3 separate regions of the Sus scrofa genome follow, and all the other regions are linked to region 1. A link is a contact called in public Hi-C and HiChIP or PLAC-seq data. All regions are on one chromosome and are shown on one strand. Each heading gives the region's core, a stretch centred on a gene start, on an enhancer-like site or on the middle of the called end of the contact. The rest is flanking DNA. Distances are from core to core; before and after follow the strand shown.

Region 1 (3,209 bases), core at 11-2,510:
TTAGATGCTAGCCAGCAAGTAGCTCCGTCATGCTGAGCTTTTTCTTCACCTGTAGAGTGGGGGTGGGGGTGATAATGATAGTTAATACCTGTGCAACGCTTAACCTTCAACCACTCAGCTAGGCAACCACTAAGAATTAACTTAAAATTTGGATTAAAAGAGAAACAGAAACACACACACACACACACACACACACACGAGTTCCAGTTGTGGCTCAGCAACTAGTATCCAAAGAGGACTCGGATTCAATCCCTGGCCTCCCTCAGTGGTTTAAGGATCCCGCATTGCCCTGAGCTGTGATGTAGGTCGCAGATGCGGCTCAGATCTGGCATTGCTGTGGCTGTGGTGTAGACTGGAAGCTGCAGCTCCAGTTGGACCTCTATCCCAGGCGCTTCCATATGCCCCAGGTGTGGCCCTAAAGAACCACAACAAAAACACAGAAAGTTATACTCCCCTACCTCTCTCTCACACACATTCACTGTAACCCTTGAGGAAGTTTAAACAAAAATCATGTATATGATCTGAAACTGGAAATCACACAGAACACAACATAAAAACTGCTTTCATTTTTCTAGTTTTTTAAATCTACAGAAAGAATAATTTCATAAGATTCAACGTAGTATGACCAGTCACTTATCTAAAGCTTTATATGGATGATCTCGCTTAAATTCCTCAACAACTCCATGAGACAGATGCAATTATTACCCCCTCCCGCGGTAACAACTAGAATTTCTCCTCAACAGAAGCTGAAGGACTTGGCGGAAACTGCCCGCTACCAAGCGGCCTCAAGTGATTTGAAAGTTTAAGAAAAACCAAGTCAGTACATGTAATACATGCAATTAAGTGCTAAACAGGATTGGCCGCTCGGCGTTCGAAACGCAGTCTCCTGGGGCGCCACACTCGGCGCAGACCTGGTCCGAAGGGCAGTCCCTTGCTGAACTGAGGAGTGACTCATCTCCCGCGCCCCGGGAGCAGCCTCTTCTTGTTTTCCTGGGAAAGGCGCGCCGGGCTCCCCGCGTCAACCAGTCTTGCTAGAGTAGGCGTACCCCTACGAACAAAAGCGTTCGGAGTGACGCTGCCTTAGCCACTCAACGTCGAGGGTAATCCCGCGCCTCCAATTAGATCTGAACTTCCAATTGGTAAAGTCCTACTGAAGAAGGTGGGACAGCGGGAGAAAGTCCCGCCTCCCTCAGAGTTCTCAGCCAATCGTGGTGTCTAGGCTGCAGCCGCCGAGTTAGGTTGCGTTGCGTGTAGCGCTCTGAAGGGCCTGAGGGCGGGGCAGGGAGCAGGCCGGGGGATGCGGGGAGGGGACGCTTCCCGCGGGTGCGCGGAGCTAGGACGGTGACAGCCACGCGCGCACGTGCGCGCCTGGCTGGAGAGCGGCCCCTGAGACCTCTGTTGGCCGCTGAGAGGCGCGCAGGGTCTGGGCAGCCGCCGTCTAGGGCCCCCGTCCCTGGGCGTCCCCAACGTCCCCAGCCCGAGTCCCGGCGAGAGCCGGGCGGTGCCCGCCTTGTCTGTCCCTGATCGCGATCTCTCCCCGCGGCCATCAGGGCCCGCCCCCCAACTCCCCTTTCCGTTCCCAGGGCACGGTCCTCGCGGCCCATGCTGGCCGCTGGGGGCCCGCGCCGCTCAGACAGCTCCCGGGCCGGCCGGCCGGCCACCATGGTGGCCCTGAGGCCTGTGCGGCTTCTCCAGGGAGGCTAAAAGGTCCAGAGTGCAGGCCCCGGGGCCCCAGGTTCCCGGGCCTGAGCCCCACGCCATGGCCGGGGCCATCGCTTCCCGAATGAGCTTCAGCTCTCTCAAGAGGAAGCAGCCCAAGACGTTCACCGTGCGGATCGTCACTATGGACGCGGAGATGGAGTTCAATTGCGAGGTAACCGGCCGGCAGCCCCTACGGGCTGCAGCGAAGGGAGGCCTGGCGGGATCGGGCCCTGGTGCGGATCTGGCACCGACCTGGGCGCCCTTGCCGCGGTGACAGTTGAGGTGGAAGCTTCGGGATTCTGTTTATATCATCTCTGGGCAAAGACTGAGAGGGTCAGAACCGGAAGGAGCCATCTAGGCCCAAATCGTCATGTTAAAGATAATCGCTGCTTTTTTCAATGGGACTTTTGGGTTTGGAAGTGCTTCCTGAAGGTTTTCATTCATTGTTATTCCAAGAGTCTGAAAACATCCGTGGTAGCGAAATTTAATTTTCAGTGTCAGGCTTTAACTTCAGCTTTATAGAGTTTTTAACTTTATTCGATTATATTATGTACCCCAGCTATTAAAAGTTGCATCTCATTTTATTGCACAGTCTACAGTAGTTGTTTCCCTTTTTCACAGCTTAAATTTTCTGGAAAAAACTCTTCGAGGAAAAAGATGATATCCTAAACTTTCCCTACAGTTTGTATCACAATGATAAGTTATCCTTTATTGAATACGTCCTAAGTGTCAGACATTCATACACTTACCTCTCAAAACAACTCATTTAGGTGGGTACCCCAAACCATATATCCAGTAAATGGTGAAGGAGCGTTTTGATTCGAGCCAATACAGTACTGCTCTCAAGTAATTTTATGTCCTTGCTACTCAGAGTGTGGCCTGGGGACAAGCAGAATTGGCAACAGCAACATAAGTCAGTGGTTGGCAATTTTTTTTCTGTAACGGGCCCATAATAAATTTTTTCAGCTTTTCAAGCCTTAGGGTCCGAGTTGCAACTGCTCAACTCTTCAGTTCTACCTCTGTAGAACAAAAATGGCCTTAGGCAGGATCCCTTCCAGCCTGACAGGGTGAGGAACTCCAGTGACATGGTGCTCTGTAAACTGGTAAAATTTATTTTTAAAAAACAATTTAGGAGTTCCTGTCGTGGCTCAGTGGAAACAAGTATCCATGAGGACACAGGTTCGATCCCTGGCCTCAATCAGTGGGTAAGGATCTGGCATTGCTATGAGCTGTGGTGTAGGTCACAGACACAGCTCGGATCCCGCGTTGCTGTGGCTGTGGTGTAGGCCAGTGGCTACAGCTCTGATTCGACCCCTAGCCTGGGAACTTCCATATGCCACAGTATGGCCCTAAAAAGACAAAACAAAAACAAAAACCAATTTAGAGAGTTCTCTGGTGGCACAGCAGGTTAAGGATCCAACGTTGTCACTGCTGTGGCTCTATGGCTTGGGTCACTGCTGTGGCGTGGGTTCAGTCCCTGGCCCTGGAACTTCTACATGCCGTAGGTG
Region 2 (3,265 bases), core at 481-2,980, 610 kb after region 1:
GTGGTACCACCAGGGGGAGCCAGCAGTCCAAGTTGGCTGGGAGATGCCTTCCTCGTTAGCAGACCCAGACTTTTCCGCAGCATAAATAGGGAAACTAAGTAGCCCTGTAGGGGAGGGAGGGAGCCCCAGCTGGCTGGCCAGAGACTCCAGGCCTGTAAGGATGGGTCAAGCTGGCAGGAGAGAAGCCAGATATCAGCTCCAGGGATCAGGGAGGGACCAGGCTGGTGTCCAGTCCAGCACATGGGCCACAGCCAAGGTGGCTGCTAATCGCCCAAACACAGCTAGGAGGCCCCGTAGGATCCTGCCCTGGGCTGGCTGCCGGCTCCTGCATTCCTTCCCCAACCCTCAGACTCTCGGAGTTCCCAGACCAGTCAGGGAGGGAGTGACCCACACCAGGGAGTGAAGCCCAAGGGGAAATAATGGGGTGGGGGGCAAGAACAGCCACAGAAGCCTGATTCTTGCCCCAGAGCTGTAACTGAGGCCCTGCTGCTGGTCTGTGGCTGCTAAATGCCCTTTACACACTGCCCCATTTATAAAACCCTCATGGGGCCAAATAGATCAGAACCGTAACTATATCCATTTTACATAAAACGAAATAAACAACTCAGAGAGGGGAAGTGACTTGATCAAGGGCACACAGCCAGTGAGTAGTGGAAATGGACTGGAACCCAGATCATCTGCCTTCAGGGCCCCAACTCTTGGTACATTAGATCCTAGCATTCTCTTAGAATCCTGCAAAAAGGGGAGGACAACCTCCTTCCCCTACTCACCCTCCCCAGCCCAGTCCCCACCTTTGAAGCCCTCCTCGTCCACCATGAGCGTGTAATCCTCAGGGGTCTCCGTCAGGCTGAAGAATTTGCACCTGGGTGGGGGCAGGGAGCATCTTCAGCCTGGGTGGGCGGAGGGGGCGGGCAGACACCCCCCACCCCGGCTGGGCGTCTCCCTGCCCCCTCCAGACTCAATTTCCTCCCCAGAACAGTGGGGCGTGGGCCCCATCTCCAGAATTGCGAACCGTTTTCCTCCGCCCAGATCTCTGCAGAAGCCCCTGCCCAGCATTCCAAGAGGAAGGAGAGGCTCACCCAAGGCGGCAGTCCCGGGCGTCCGAGCCCCCTTAGACCAGCCCCTCTGACCCGATGAGAGGCAGCTGGAAAAAGTTCTCCGAAGTTGCCAGGAAGAAATGCCCCCATGTGAAACCACTAGGAGTTAAGCACTGACCATCCCAGGCTGTCTGCGCCTTAACAAGCTCTGTGAGGGGGCCTCACGAGCCGGATAGGCGGCGGTCCCAGGGAGGGTAGGCCCAGGCCGGATGGCGGCGGTGGGGAGCGGGGGGCGGGGAGCGCTCTCCCTGTCTGCTCCCGCTGGCCCCGCGGAGGTCCTAATCTCCCGATCCCATCTCAGAGTGACAGTGCAGCCCACCCCCCTCTGTGCCCGGACCCGGACGCGCACCGGCTTCGGCGGGGCAGGAAGAGCAGCTTGATGAGTGGGTGAGTGTAGAGCCAGAGACCGGGCCGGGCGAGGCTCAGCACCCGCACCCGGTGCTCTAGGATGTGCAGCTCCATCGCGGTCCGCGCGGACCCGACCCCACGGCCAAACAGACCCAGGCCGTGCCGGGGGCGGGGCGGCGGGGGCGGTGCCGGGAGGTGCTTAAAGGAGCCGCTGCGCCGCAGAGTCCTAGCCGCCAGCCACGCCAGCTCCCTGACGGCCACGCCGCGCAGGACTGGGGGCCAATCCAGGGTGGCCACGCCTCCTTGTAACGCTAGAGACTCACTCCGCCCCTTATGGCCCCGCCCCTTCGGCATTGGCTCCGGAATCACCACCTAACCCCACCCCCGTCGCGTCCTCCAGGCCCCGCCCATGCCTCTCCCCCACTCCGGGCTCCGCCCTTTCCGCAGGACTCCCGCAGCTGCTCCGGAGAGCCCGGGGAGGCTTGGGGTCTTTTCTGCACTAAGGGCCTTCTGATTAAGTTCACCAAGGCTTGGGAGGGCCACAAGATGAACCGGGGCTCGGCTGTGACCAGAACACTGCTCCCAAATCCTTGAAACATGGGTGGGTAGGGGTCCACTGTGCAACCTAGGAGACGTTGTTGTTCTGTCCCAATAAAGGGTCCTGGCACCTTTCCCTCTCCTTCCTCTGATGGCTTAGCATGAGGCAGGGCCACCAGAACTGGCTGGGGTGGCAGTGAAAAAAGTTCCACAGCCCAGGATAGCACTGATACAAACCCCTCCAAGCTTTGTGAGCCCTGTGAGTGGGCTAACAAGATGAAACCCAACCTGAACTTGGTGGTCCCCACATCTGTTCCTCTCACCCACCTTTCAGAGTAGAAGGCTCCCCACCAGAATCAAAGATGGGGAGGGCCCCAGCTACCTCTGAGCAATACACTGTAGGGTAGGGAGCTGAAGGTAGTCTGGACTAACATTTGAGGCTTAAGACTTAAGTATTTGGGACAGGAATGCCCAAAGCTCAAACTTTGGGGGGCAGGGCCATGCATCCAGAGCCCAGTGTGTAGTCAGACTTAAAAGCCTACAGTCATTAGAACTTGGGCCTGAGCACATTTAAGCTTGTTTCATGTCCAAGGAGGCCCCCAGATCTGAAGCTTGTTAGTGCCACCTTGGGTTCATTTCAACATTAGGGCTGGGGTCTGCTCAGGCCTCTCAGGTTTGCAAAGACCCCAGTGCTGAGCAGACATCAGCACACCTAGGTTGGTTTCCCAGCAGGATGGGACATGTTCCAGGGGCCCTTGCCTGGCCTGCACATCCTCAGGCCTCAGATCCAAGGCTTTGAACCAAGCAGGTTAAAGCAGGCCTCAGGCCTGATTGGGTCCCAGCAGGCCTGAGCAGGCCTCCTACCTGCTGGGGCGGGCGGGCGTGGGGTGGGGGGTGGCGGCAATTGCACGCAGCTAGTAGTGGGGCAGCACCTTCCCTCCCTGGACTCACCAGTTTGGTGGGTTCTGCTGGAACACTGCAGCCACCACATCCTGGCCAGACCCCTAGAGGGCCAGGGGGTGGGAGGTGTCCTCAGGAGGCTGAGCCCCTCATCTGGTTGACGGCAGGTGTACATGGGGTAGGAAGCCACAGGGGTAAGGGGCAGGAGGTAGGAAGGGTGTGGTTTGCCCTGACAGATTCATGTGACCCTTGACCTCCTCAGGCCTCAGTATCCCCAGCTGTACCAGGACAAGATGTTCCAGGCTGAGGCCCTGAGATGCTTAAAAGCTCCCAGGGAGGCTCTAGTCCTGCCTCCCTGCTCCCCCATTGCCCAGCCCAGCTTG
Region 3 (3,321 bases), core at 443-2,942, 700 kb after region 1:
AGAGAAGCAGCGGCCCTCCTCCTTGTTGGAGCTAATCACCTCTGCCCATGGAGCAGCCTCCTTCTTCCAGTTCCCTCACCCATTTTTCAGAGCAGAAGAAAACCATCTTTAAATAAACAGGAAAGGACCTGGTCCCAAGACCCCTGAGCCCATGGCAAAGCCAGGGACCATAGCACCCAGGCCCAGTCCTCTGGAGCTCAAACCCCAACTCACTGCAACAGTGCCTCCAACAGCTTGGTGACGTTGGAAGAATAATGCAGGACAATCACTGGCCTGAGCAGAAGCTGGGATATGTCTAGCTGTAGGAAGACAGGGAGGTCAGCCAGTCCTGGTTGCCCATCCCCCAGCCTGCATGCCCACTAGGCTTGATCCGGTTTACCTCTCGGACCACGTTGTGGTTCAAGATGAGGAGGAGCAGGGCAGAGGCTCCCAGGAAGAGCGCCCTCCGCATCTGCAGGACAGAGGCAAAGGCTCACACACACACATATACTTGCCCACACATGCGTCTCACTACCTATGGCCACGGTTGTTCTTATCTCTGGAGAGAACATTTCCTCTGGATAGACTATAAGCTCCTTGAGGTCAAAGGCCGAAACCCTTATGCCTCCTGCCTTCCCCTCAGATGTTCTATGGGACCCAAACAATACAGGGCCTTCCTTGGTCCAAGCAGGGCCCACCCCAGCAGGCACTCCCTGACTAAGCTTCCTGACTCTCTGGCCTCCTCCCACCTCCCTGCTGCCAACCACACTGACCCAGATTCTACAAACTAGGGTCCCTGGCCCTACCCAGGCCCAGGGCTTCTCTGAAGGCTCCTTACCGGCCCACCACTAACCAGGTGGTCTGGCTCTAGTAGTTGCCTTGAAAACCCTCCTCTAGCCCCCTTTTCACATACACCCTCTGCACCTGCTGAACCAGAGCCTTGGGATAGGCCTGTGGGCCGCTGCCCTGACTTTCCTGGTCAATCTGGCCGCCTGCTCCTTGCCCACGTATGCCACCGCAATCCAGCCTTCTCTGGGCACTTCCTGCTCAGCATCCACAACGTCCATCTGTGGGGTGAGGGACCGTGGATAGAGGGAGAGGGGGAGGAAGGGGGATCAGGCACACAGAGGATGCAAGGCCAGGGTTTGGGGACGAATTTGGAGGGGAAGACATCTGATCTCAGATTTTGGAAACCTGAACGCTGGGGGCCTTGGCAGCCTGAGGAAGAGGCGCTGGGCTGCCAGGGCTTGGTCCAGGACGAAGGCTGGATCTGGGCACAAGGTCTAAAGCGGGCCGGAGGCCATAGGGCTCAGCGGCGCTCACCAGCATCAGGCGGCCGCCCATCAGGGGCGCCGCGTCTGCTTCGGGGCCGATCCGGACGCCCTCCAGCACCAGAGCGTCTTGCCGCGGCAGCTTCACGTCCACCCGTACCGCGCGGGCCCCGCCCCGTCCCGCCCCGGCCGTGGGCTTGCTGCCGTCCGCCGCGGCCCCGGGCCCCGCCAGGCCCAGCCAGAGTGGCAGCAGGGGCAGCAGCAACAGCAGGGGCGACGGCGCCGGCGGAGGAGGAGGTGGCAGCGACCTCAGCGCGGGGCGAGCGGCGGGGCCCATGGCCGGACCCGGCGAGCAGGCCGCACAGAGATCCCGGGGTCCCGAACGCTGCGGGGTTGGGGAGCGAAGCCTCAGCCGGACGGGGCGGGGCGCTGGGAGGGGAGGGGGCGGGGCCGTGGCCGGACGGGGCGGGGCTCCGGGAGGCGGCGTGGGCTCTAGGCGGCTCTCCTGCCCAGACCGGGCTGCGCGCGCCCCCTGGTGGCCGCGGAGAACACCGGCGGCGGAGGTCTGGGACGCTGGATCTGGGCGGTGCGAGGTCACCATACTCAAGTCAGACAGTAGGTGATTTGAACTTGTTGCGTTTTGTCTGGAGGAATGTCTAGAGGTCTGGACGCTGGCCCTTTCTCTATAGCGGCCCGACGCTCAGGGTTGGCCTAGGCCTCCCTTTCTCCACCGGACAGAACTCTGGAGGCGGGCAGGGAGGGCGTGGAGCTGGGGAGGAAATTGAGGTAAGGGTCCCAGAGGGGCAGAAAGTGGGACCAGGCCTAACTCAGCTCCGTAGTGTTGTCCATTATATCCCCTTACTTGCGGCCCTGGGGAGGAAAAAAAAAAAAGAATACCTAAAGAAATGGAATGATGCTCGGGTTAATGGATTGCTAGACTTAATACTGTTAAGATGGCAATACTACCTAAAGTCATCTACATATTCAAAGCAATCCCCAATAAAATTAATTTTTTTTTTTTTTTTTTTTTTGCCTTTTAGGGCCACACCCACGACATATAGAGATTCCCAGGCTAAGGTTCAAATCAGAGCTGTAGCTGCTGGCTTACACCATAGCCACAGCAACACAGGATCTGAACCACTTCTGTGACCTACACAGCAGTCACTGGCAGCACTGGATCCTTAACCCACTGAGCCAGGCTGGGGATTGAACCTGCATCCTCATGGATGCTAGTCAGATTCATTAACTGCTCAGCCACGATGGGAACTCCTAAAATTAAAATTGTAATGACTTTTTCTTTGGCTACACCCATGGCATGTGGAAGTGGCCAGAGATCGAACCTGAGCCATAGCAGGCCCAAGCCCGCTGTGCCACAAGAGAACTCCTCTAATGACAAACCCATCCTATGCAAAGGGCCCTGACTAGCCCATATTGGAAAAAGAATAAAGTTAAGACTCATTCTTACCAATTTGTAAACATACTACAAAGGTACAGTGATCAAAAAACAGCGTAGTAAAGATAGACATGTAAACAAATGGAATAGAATTGGGAGTCTAGAAATAGACCCAGACATCTATAGCCAATTGATTTTCTTTTTTTTTTTTTTTTTTTTTCAGGGCCACACCTTTGGCATATGGAGGTTTCCAGGCTAGGGGTCAAATTGGAGCTGCAGCCGCTGGCCTATGCCACAGCCACAGCCACACCAAATCCAAGCCACATCTGTGACCTACACCGCAGTTCACGGCAACACCGGATCCTTAACCCACGGAGCGAGGCCAGGGATGAACCTACATCCTCATGGATACTGGTCAGATTCGTTTCCACTGAGCCACAACAGGAACTCCCCCAACTGATTTTCAACAAGGGTGCCAAGACCATTCAACAGGGAAAGAACAGTGTCTTCCACAAATGGTGCTGGAACAACTGGATATAATGTACCAAAGAATAAAATTGGACTACTACCTCACACCATATACAGAAATTAACTCGAAATGGTCCTGCTATAAAGCACAGGGAACTATGTCCAACCACTTGTAATGGAACATGATGAAAGATAATATGAAAGAGGCTA

What was found. A called contact is a pair of places that touch in the nucleus more often than the background predicts. HiChIP or PLAC-seq counts read pairs in DNA pulled down with a chosen protein or histone mark.
Region 2: an H3K27ac HiChIP or PLAC-seq map of alveolar macrophages shows a contact between it and region 1. The contact joins the promoter of CASTOR1 here to the promoter of NF2 in region 1. A contact is called at or near these places in 1 of 5 promoter capture datasets (fetal liver), 1 of 47 Hi-C or Micro-C datasets (skeletal muscle) and 1 of 2 datasets of contacts at active chromatin or transcription factors (alveolar macrophages).
Region 3: a Hi-C map of heart right ventricle shows a contact between it and region 1, with 2.7 times the contacts expected there. The contact joins the promoter of RNF215 here to the promoter of NF2 in region 1. A contact is called at or near these places in 1 of 5 promoter capture datasets (fetal liver), 1 of 47 Hi-C or Micro-C datasets (heart right ventricle) and 1 of 2 datasets of contacts at active chromatin or transcription factors (alveolar macrophages).

What each region holds. Positions count from the first base shown.
Region 1 is chr14:46,652,609-46,655,817 of Sscrofa11.1, forward strand. NF2 (merlin) reads left to right here and starts at 1,261. Exons shown (of 16, transcript XM_003483446.4): 1 at 1,261-1,873. The coding sequence starts at 1,760.
Region 2 is chr14:47,264,999-47,268,263 of Sscrofa11.1, forward strand. CASTOR1 (GATS-like protein 3) reads right to left here and starts at 1,731. Exons shown (of 7, transcript XM_021072302.1): 1 at 1,447-1,731; 2 at 792-862. The coding sequence starts at 1,559.
Region 3 is chr14:47,355,499-47,358,819 of Sscrofa11.1, forward strand. RNF215 (RING finger protein 215) reads right to left here and starts at 1,693. Exons shown (of 10, transcript XM_005670838.3): 1 at 1,303-1,693; 2 at 962-1,046; 3 at 904-959; 4 at 380-451; 5 at 214-299. The coding sequence starts at 1,587.